Linked DNA regions of Mus musculus: region 2 is linked to region 1. Evidence: chromatin contacts called from public promoter capture Hi-C data. All regions are on one chromosome and are shown on one strand. The core of a region is the stretch at or near the end of the contact, and the rest is flanking DNA. Distances in the headings are between cores, read along the strand shown. Region 1 holds the start of Rhov (ras homolog family member V). Region 2 holds the start of Map1a (microtubule-associated protein 1 A).

The links. Promoter capture Hi-C pulls out the DNA fragments that hold promoters and counts their contacts.
Region 2: a contact with region 1 is called in a promoter capture Hi-C map of liver, with 4 times the contacts expected there. The contact joins the promoter of Map1a here to the promoter of Rhov in region 1. A contact is called at or near these places in 2 of 39 promoter capture datasets (both in liver) and 1 of 484 Hi-C or Micro-C datasets (B cells).

What each region holds. Positions count from the first base shown.
Region 1 is chr2:119,269,398-119,273,377 of GRCm38.p6, reverse strand. It overlaps Rhov (ras homolog family member V), which reads left to right and starts at 2,152. Exons shown (of 3, transcript NM_145530.2): 1 at 2,152-2,462; 2 at 2,638-2,696; 3 at 2,891-3,980. The coding sequence starts at 2,255. The coding sequence ends at 3,334.
Region 2 is chr2:121,287,462-121,291,441 of GRCm38.p6, reverse strand. It overlaps Map1a (microtubule-associated protein 1 A), which reads right to left and starts at 1,840. Exons shown (of 7, transcript NM_032393.2): 1 at 1,570-1,840; 2 at 621-722. The coding sequence starts at 1,807. It also overlaps a transcript of Trp53bp1 not described here.

The DNA of each region.
Region 1 (3,980 bases), core at 903-3,402:
GGATTACAGATGAGTGCCACCATGTCAGGCTAGATATCTAGTGTACTAGATACCTCTTTACTGTTCACTGCCTCTCCCCTTTGTCTTCCTGCCTGTGGGAACGTGTCTCTGAGATCTTTGTGCAGACTGAGATGACGGCTACTTCTAGAGTCAGAGAAAGGATCCTCAGCCTGTGTCACTTGTTCTGGCTACAGTAGAGACTGAATTAGTATCTGGCTACTCTCTCCTTTGCTCTCTAGTTGACCTTCCTAAGGCTGAGTGTGTGAGCTCCTTAAAGGGTGAGGACAGTAAGTGGCCCAGAAAGAGCATCTGCAAATGGATAGTAATGATGGGCTTTTATGGTAGTGATAAGATTAGGGACTGGCCTGCAGAGATGGCTCAGTAGTTAAAGATGCATGCTGCCCTTGTAGAGGACCTGAGTTCTGTTCCTAGCACTCAGCAGGCAGCTGCATAGCTCTATGTAACTCAAGCTTCAGGGGGTCCCAGGCTCTTTTTGGTCTCGTCAGCACTGTACTCACAGGCACATATTCATGCCCATGTAAGATACACTTCATTACAAGTAAAATCATTACTTAAAAAGGACAATAGTAGGTATTTGGGGAATTTATAAATATTCAAATGTATGGTATGGGTACTGAAGAAATGTCCCAGCAGTTAAGAACACTTGTTGCTCTTGCAGAGGACATGAGTTTGGTTCCAAGTACTTTATAACTGCTAACAACCTTTTGTAACTCCAGTTCCAGGGAATCTGACATTCTATTCTGGTCTTCTTGGGTACTGCATACATGTGGTACATAGACATACATGCAGACAAGACACCTATACACATAAAAATAAGTCTTTAAAAATATTCAAAATAGGGCTGGTGAGATGGCTCAGTGGGTAAGAGCATCCGACTGCTCTTCCAAAGGTCCGGAGTTCAAATCCCAGCAACCACATGGTGGCTCACAACCATCCGTAACGAGATCTGACTCCCTCTTCTGGAGTGTCTGAGGACAGCTACAGTGTACTTATGTATAATAAATAAATAAATAAATAAATAAATAAATAAATAAATAAATAAATAAATCTTTAAAAAAATATTCAAAATATATTTGATAATGACAGTATAAAATCCATTGTGAAGTTCCACACCTTTTGTCTGAATGGCTATTCTATCTGTATAGAAGTTCATTGGCCATCGGTCATCTCTCCAGCCCATTTATATGTGTGTGTGTGTTGTGTGTGTATACGTGTGTGTGTGTGTGTGTGTGTGTGTGTGTAGCTAGACATTACATAGGGCTCGACAGGCACTCTACCATAGATGACATCACCAGCCCCTATAATATATGTATGTGTATATATTTTTGTTTCTTTGTTTTGAGACAGAGTTTCACTCTAGTCCTAACTGGCCTAGAACTTACTATGTAGACCAAGTTGGCCTCAAACACACAAGATCCTTATGCCTCTCTCTGCTCCTCCCTCTGTTCCTGCCACCCCAGTGCTGGGAATAAAGATGTGGACCAGCCCCATGCCATGGTATTTGTTTATTTGAGACAGGGTCTCACATTATAGTCCATCTGACTCTGTATCACAGAAGATGGCCTTGAACTTGTGATCCTTCTAGGGTGCTGGGGTTAGAGGAATGCACCGCCAAGCCAGTACTAGGATCAGACCCAGGACTTTATATGCTAGGCAAGCACTCTGAGCTACATTCTCAGCTTCAATCTCAGTATATTAACAAAATAGTTTATTAGTAAAATTACTATTCTGATGTTTAGTACTTGTACATATATATATATATATATATATATATATGTATATATATACATATATATATATGTGTGTGTGTGTGTGTGTGTGTTACTAACTTAGAAGAGATGAATGTGATGTGTTTAATTTGAACATGCAGTATTATGGATTCTGTAGCTGCATCTTCCTACTAACAATAAATTGTGGATTTACCAAAATATCATATGCCCGGTCTTTGTCCTTGTACCTTCGTGGAGCCTGGTTTTCATATTCCTTTCTTTTCTGGATGCTTGGTTTTTTTTCTGGGTGTTCTGCAGAGGGAGGCTCCAGGTCGGTGGGCGGGGTCCGGGGCACTAGGGACATGCAGATGAGGTGGGCGGGACCCAACTTATATACCTTCTGTCAGCCTCTAGCGGGCGTGCCCAGCTTGGACAGATTGTCAGCGTCCGGCTGCGGAACCTGCTTCCCCGAGTGCCGCGGAGCCTGGTCCGGGCTGGCCCCTCTGCTACCCCAGGAGCGGACCATGCCGCCGCGGGAGCTAAGCGAGGCCGAGCCACCGCCTCTCCCGGCCTCGACCCCTCCTCCGCGGCGGCGCAGCGCCCCTCCGGAGCTGGGCATCAAATGCGTGCTGGTGGGCGATGGCGCGGTGGGCAAGAGCAGCCTCATCGTCAGCTACACCTGCAATGGGTACCCCGCGCGCTATCGGCCTACAGCACTAGACACCTTCTCCGGTATGTTCTATAGCCCCGGGGCCCCTGAGGATGGGAAGGGTTGTGCATTCAGTAGCCTGCTGGCGGGAGGGTACGGAAGACCCCGGGAGCAGGCCCGGAGGTGGCGCTGGTGAGGCCTGCAGGAGGGACGAGGATGCTGTGCCTAAGTCATGCTTTCCCCTCCCCACCTCTGCAGTGCAAGTCCTGGTCGATGGAGCCCCTGTGCGAATCGAGCTTTGGGACACCGCAGGGCAGGTGAGAACCTGGGTGTAGCCTTCCTTGGGCAAGGGGTTGGAGAGGGTTGGAGGCTGGGAGGATCCCTGCGTGGAGTGGGAATGGAATAGGCTTTGGGCTTTAGCACTTTTAGGTCTCCACCCCCAAGGGAGAAGCAGATTCTGGTTCCAATGTGGAGGGAATGATGTTGCTAACAACTAGCCTTGCCACCCCAGGAGGACTTTGACCGGCTTCGTTCTCTCTGCTACCCGGACACCGATGTCTTTCTGGCTTGCTTCAGCGTGGTGCAGCCCAGCTCCTTCCAAAACATAACAGAAAAATGGCTGCCTGAGATCCGCACTCACAACCCCCAAGCACCCGTGTTGCTGGTGGGCACTCAGGCTGACCTAAGGGACGATGTCAATGTACTAATTCAGTTGGACCAAGGAGGCCGGGAGGGCCCAGTACCACAACCCCAAGCCCAGGGTCTGGCTGAGAAGATCCGCGCCTGCTGCTACCTTGAGTGCTCGGCCTTGACGCAGAAGAACTTGAAGGAGGTGTTCGACTCGGCCATTCTCAGTGCGATTGAGCACAAAGCCCGTCTGGAGAAGAAACTGAACGCAAAAGGTGTGCGCACGCTGTCTCGCTGTCGCTGGAAGAAGTTCTTCTGCTTTGTGTGAGCAGCTATGGCAAGAGATAGGCGGGTGGCCTGAGACTTCTGGACCCCGAGACATCGGGTACTGGCAGGGCCTGGCCAACCCCTGGAACTCAGTTCTCTATTGAACACAGGGCACATGGGCCTCAAAGCTGTACACCCTGGTGAGCCAGGGTGAGCTCTGTCTGTGCAGGGGCTGCCCCATTTGGATTTCTTTGGTCAAGACTCACAGGAAAATCCCAGCACTTTGATTTTCATGGGATAGCGCCATCAGCGTCAGTGCTGCTGAGCAGCTTGGGATGTAATTCTCAGTTTCTTATCCTGGGGCCACAGGTCAGTTTGGCTGAATGCAGGCCCCTCGGGGTCATCCCCCTCTCCTAGCACAGTGCGAGGATCAAGGAGAACAGTGGGGCATCTTGCAGGGCTGGCGGATGGTCAGCTTGATTTGGAGACGTTTGAGATGGGGTATGAAGAAGAGGGCAGTGAGAGATTGAGAGGGAAAACAGAAAGTGAGGCGAGTGGTGGACAGGAGGCAGATTAGAGGCCTGGGCCTGGAAGGAGGAAGACAGGAAGGGAGAAGGGTGGACAGCTGTGGAGAAGGCCGACACCTGGGCTGCCCTCGAGCCCCAAGGCCAGGGAGGACAGGACTGCTCCCTGGGAAGAACTGGGTC
Region 2 (3,980 bases), core at 591-3,090, 2.0 Mb before region 1:
AGGGACGTAGGACTTTCCCAACTCTCTCCGTAGACACCTGCAGTAGAATGCTAATTAAGCTTTTATCGCACATTTCTAGACGAGTTCTCCCACCCATCAGACCTGATCTCAGAATCAAGCCTCACAAATCGAGGAGACCTTTGTCCCAGCCTGGCTCCCTGGGTGCTGATCTGATCAGCCCTAGGTGGCAGCCTTCTGTTCTGCTCTGAAGATCTGCTGGCTAAGCCAGGAGGAAACAGAAAAGAATCCTGGAAGGTGGGCTGTGAGAAATAAGGGTCTGGGGAGGTGAATGAGGCATTCTGGGATGTTTATAAAGAGAAGCAAGAAAGCTGGGGTATGCAGAAAGGGAACACAGAGGAAAAGCTTTTACCTGCGAGTGGTTTGATCACTTTCTTAGTGCTTGTCAGCTGCTGTGTACAACAACGTTTTTCCTGACAAAATTATGCTCTACCATCATATTGAGTGGTTGCAGTGTGTACTGGGCATTATCCACAGCATGTGTAAATAGCTGTGGAGCCATCAAAAGTCCCTCCCTTTTTACCTACCCAATCCTCCCATAAGGCCAGTTCTGGCCTGGATACTGGACCCAAAGGACTGAGACAAATAACCCTAGTCCTAACCTTTGACCTCTGAGGAGAAGTGAGCTAGGTGCCGGGTAATGAAGAGTCTCAACTGTTGGTTCAAGTCAAAGGATGATAAGTCAATATTCCAGGAGAGAATCCCTGTAAAAGAAAAGGGGGAAAAAAAATAAGAGGGTTCTAGTCAAAGTCACCCACAGAAAGCATTGCCAAGCTCCTGGGAGAGGAAAGAAATGGGAGGTGATGCCTCCAAGAAGGATAGCTAGTACCTGCTTTTTCCCCTTTCCAGAGGGCAAAGAGCAGAGTTTAGAATGGGCTTACTAATAAATGAGCTTGGAGTTTTTGTTTTTCAAGGCAAAACAGTTACGGTAGAAGTGACACGCAAGGGTCTATTTCCATATACTGTAGGTTTCCATAATGATCCCTCTTGCTAAATCAGATTCTAGATTCTCCTATGCCCCCTCCCTTGCCTCCATCCCCTGCTTCCACCCGCAGGTGGCTCCGCAGCACTGCGCCACAGGCACGGCTGAGGGAGGTGAGCTGCAGAGCCACGAAGGTCACTCTCTAAACTTGGCTGCCAGCATTCAGAGATTTGAGATGTGTACCTCGCGTTCAAAAACCTCCCCTAAAGAAGAAATTGTAAGGTAGGGACATGGACTTTTCAGGGTCTGATGAGGACTTTCGGATATATGGTCCAGTGGCTTCGGGAAAGGGGTGTGACCAGAGGGACCCCAGGGTCTCCACGGAGCTTCTCCTGCTCCTGCTCCGGGACACTGCGGAACAGAATGGGGTATGCAGAAAGGATGGGCAAGCAAGGTGTTGGCAGCTCGAGAGGACAGAGGCACATTCATGGAAGATGCAGGTGACAGGGTCGCAGGTTTCGGGAAGTGCACATAGAGATAGAGGAGACAGAAATGTGCACTGGGAGATGAATGCAGATGGCGGAGAGGCATGGATGGAGTACTGCGTAAAAGCCAGGAGAGCGGCTCACCTTGTTCAAGGTGGGCCCGCACGGCCCTCAGCTGACTCTCTGTACCGATATCGCCGATCACGATGAGCAAGGAGTATTTCCGCAGGTCCCAGCGCGCTGCCGCTACCGCGGCACCGGCCTCGCAAAGAGGCTCCGCCGGGTTCTGAGCTGGCGGTGCACCGAGGCTCTGGAGCCCCAGCTCCGGAGTTGTCTCCATGGCAACGCTGCCAGGCCGCGCGGTCCCGGCTTCGGTCGCCATGGAAACTCCCGCGGAGTGTTAGGCTAGCTGCGTCCGCTGCGGGGAGAGTGCGCGCGGTTCTTAAAGGCCGGCGGCAGGAGCCGTTCATTGGTCACTGCCTTCTAGGGGCGGGGCTGAAGCGCCGCAGGGGCGGGGCGGGGATGCGGTGGTTGTGCCGCTATGGGTGGTGGCTGCAGTCATCCACCTGCAGTTTTCCTGACCAAGTGCCCCTCTCCGACTTGAGCCAGGGTAAGGGTTCTGCGAGACCCAGCCGAGGGCGGAGTCCAAGGCGCGAGAACAACATCCATCTAGTTAGGCTGTGTCTGCGTTGAGCACAGTGTGGGAGGCAGTTCCGCAGCTTCTCTCGAACCTTGGGGAGCCATCTTGCCCTTCGCTGTCTCGGGGTTTCTATCGTGGTCTCCATCTGGCAATTATCGTTGTCTCTATTTTTCCCCCCGCCTCGCTGCATGCCAGGGTCTAGGTTACCAACCTGGGTTTCCCCGTCCTTGCCCCGAGCTCCGGGCGTGGTCAATCAGGCTGCGCAGTATTGGAGGGGACAGGATGACCTTCCTACCCTGAGTCCCTGGAGAGTAGTTATTCCAAGGATAGTGGTTGGCTAGTCTCCATATTTGCTGAGTGCAATGAGCTCAGACTGCAGCAAAGAGTATTTGAGTAAAACCCAGGAAAGACTTCCCAGCTACTAGGGATGTGACACAGTGGATAAATTTAGGAGACCATGTAATTACTGTACAGAACTGAATTAATATTCTCTGTCTTTCCCTCTCCTTCTCTCCATCCCTTCCTTTCCTTCCTCTCCCCTTCTCTTGCTGAACCCCCAACTCCCCATTCTTCAAAGACTCTCCACCACTACAGCTGATCTTACCCTGAGTCATTCTGTTGTGTGCATCAGAGAGAAGGCCTGTGTTTAGGCTCCAGTTATACTTGCTTTTTCTTCCATTTACCTTGCACTTTGGAGATGGTAGAAGAGAAGAAAGGCTACGGAGATGATTCAGTTGGTAAAGTACTTCCCTGGCAAGCAAGTGTTCAGGTTCTCAGAACTGTAAAAAAAAGCCAGGCACAGCGGTGAGCACTTGGAATCGCAGAGATGGTAACTAGGAGGGAGAGACAGATGAATCTCTGGAAGCTCGCAGGCCAGCTATACCATTGAGAGACCCTGGTATCTATAGTACAAAGAAGAAAAGGGTGTCTGAGGGACACCACTCCAGGTTGTCCTCTTGCACTCACATGTGCACACATGAAATCCTACTCCTTAAAAGGATAGAAAAGAGGTAATAGCTGATACCTCAAGCCTGCCAGTGAACCACGTTCTGACTGTTAAGTACCTCACAGAAATCTTAGCCCTATCTTGAAACATACTATACCTAACCATCCAGTCCATACTGTAAGTACTTTGGACATGCCATGAAAATCCTTTCTGTAGCAGAGACAAGAAAACTACTCTCAGGACATCAGATGGTAGGGTGCCTCTTCCCATACACTGCCAGCTGCAAACCCGAATCTGGAAAATGGCATGGGAAAATGTGCAGGCCTTTACTACAATCATAAAGAGTGGCATATGTGGCAGGAAGCCAGAGTGGAGCAAGGGGACAGTTTCCATAGCAACTGTAGAGATGAGCCTTTAGACCAGCAGAGGGTCTCTGTCTAAGGGACAGCAGCAATTAAGTACAGAGTCAGCTTCCATTAAGGCTAGCAGAGGTTAGACAATAGATATAAATGGTACAGGAGGAATCACACTCAGATTAGTCAGTAGGGCCGAAATTTAGGACTCTGATTTTAGATCCTGCTATAATCAAGTCTTAGTAATTAATGGCTGCAAATGCAGACTGTAATGGTGCTAAAAAAAAATCACACATGTGTTCTGTATAACTACGCAGTGGTCCCGTTGCCAAAGGCAGACAAGGTCATAGAAAGATTGGCTCCAGGTATCTCTTATTCATTCTCTTCTGGGTGATGTGTCCATTATAGTCATTACAGTACCAGGGAGTATCTTAAAAGCTAGATGTAGTGGTGGAGTGTGTCCCTTAGTAGATGAGGCAAGAGGATTGCTAAAGTCAAGGCTCGACTGGGCTACATAGTAAAGCCGTAACTCAAACAAGCAAAATTCCATCAACAACAAACAATATTTTTAAGTCTTAAATTATACACATATTTGCACAACGTGCTCTGTAAAGAA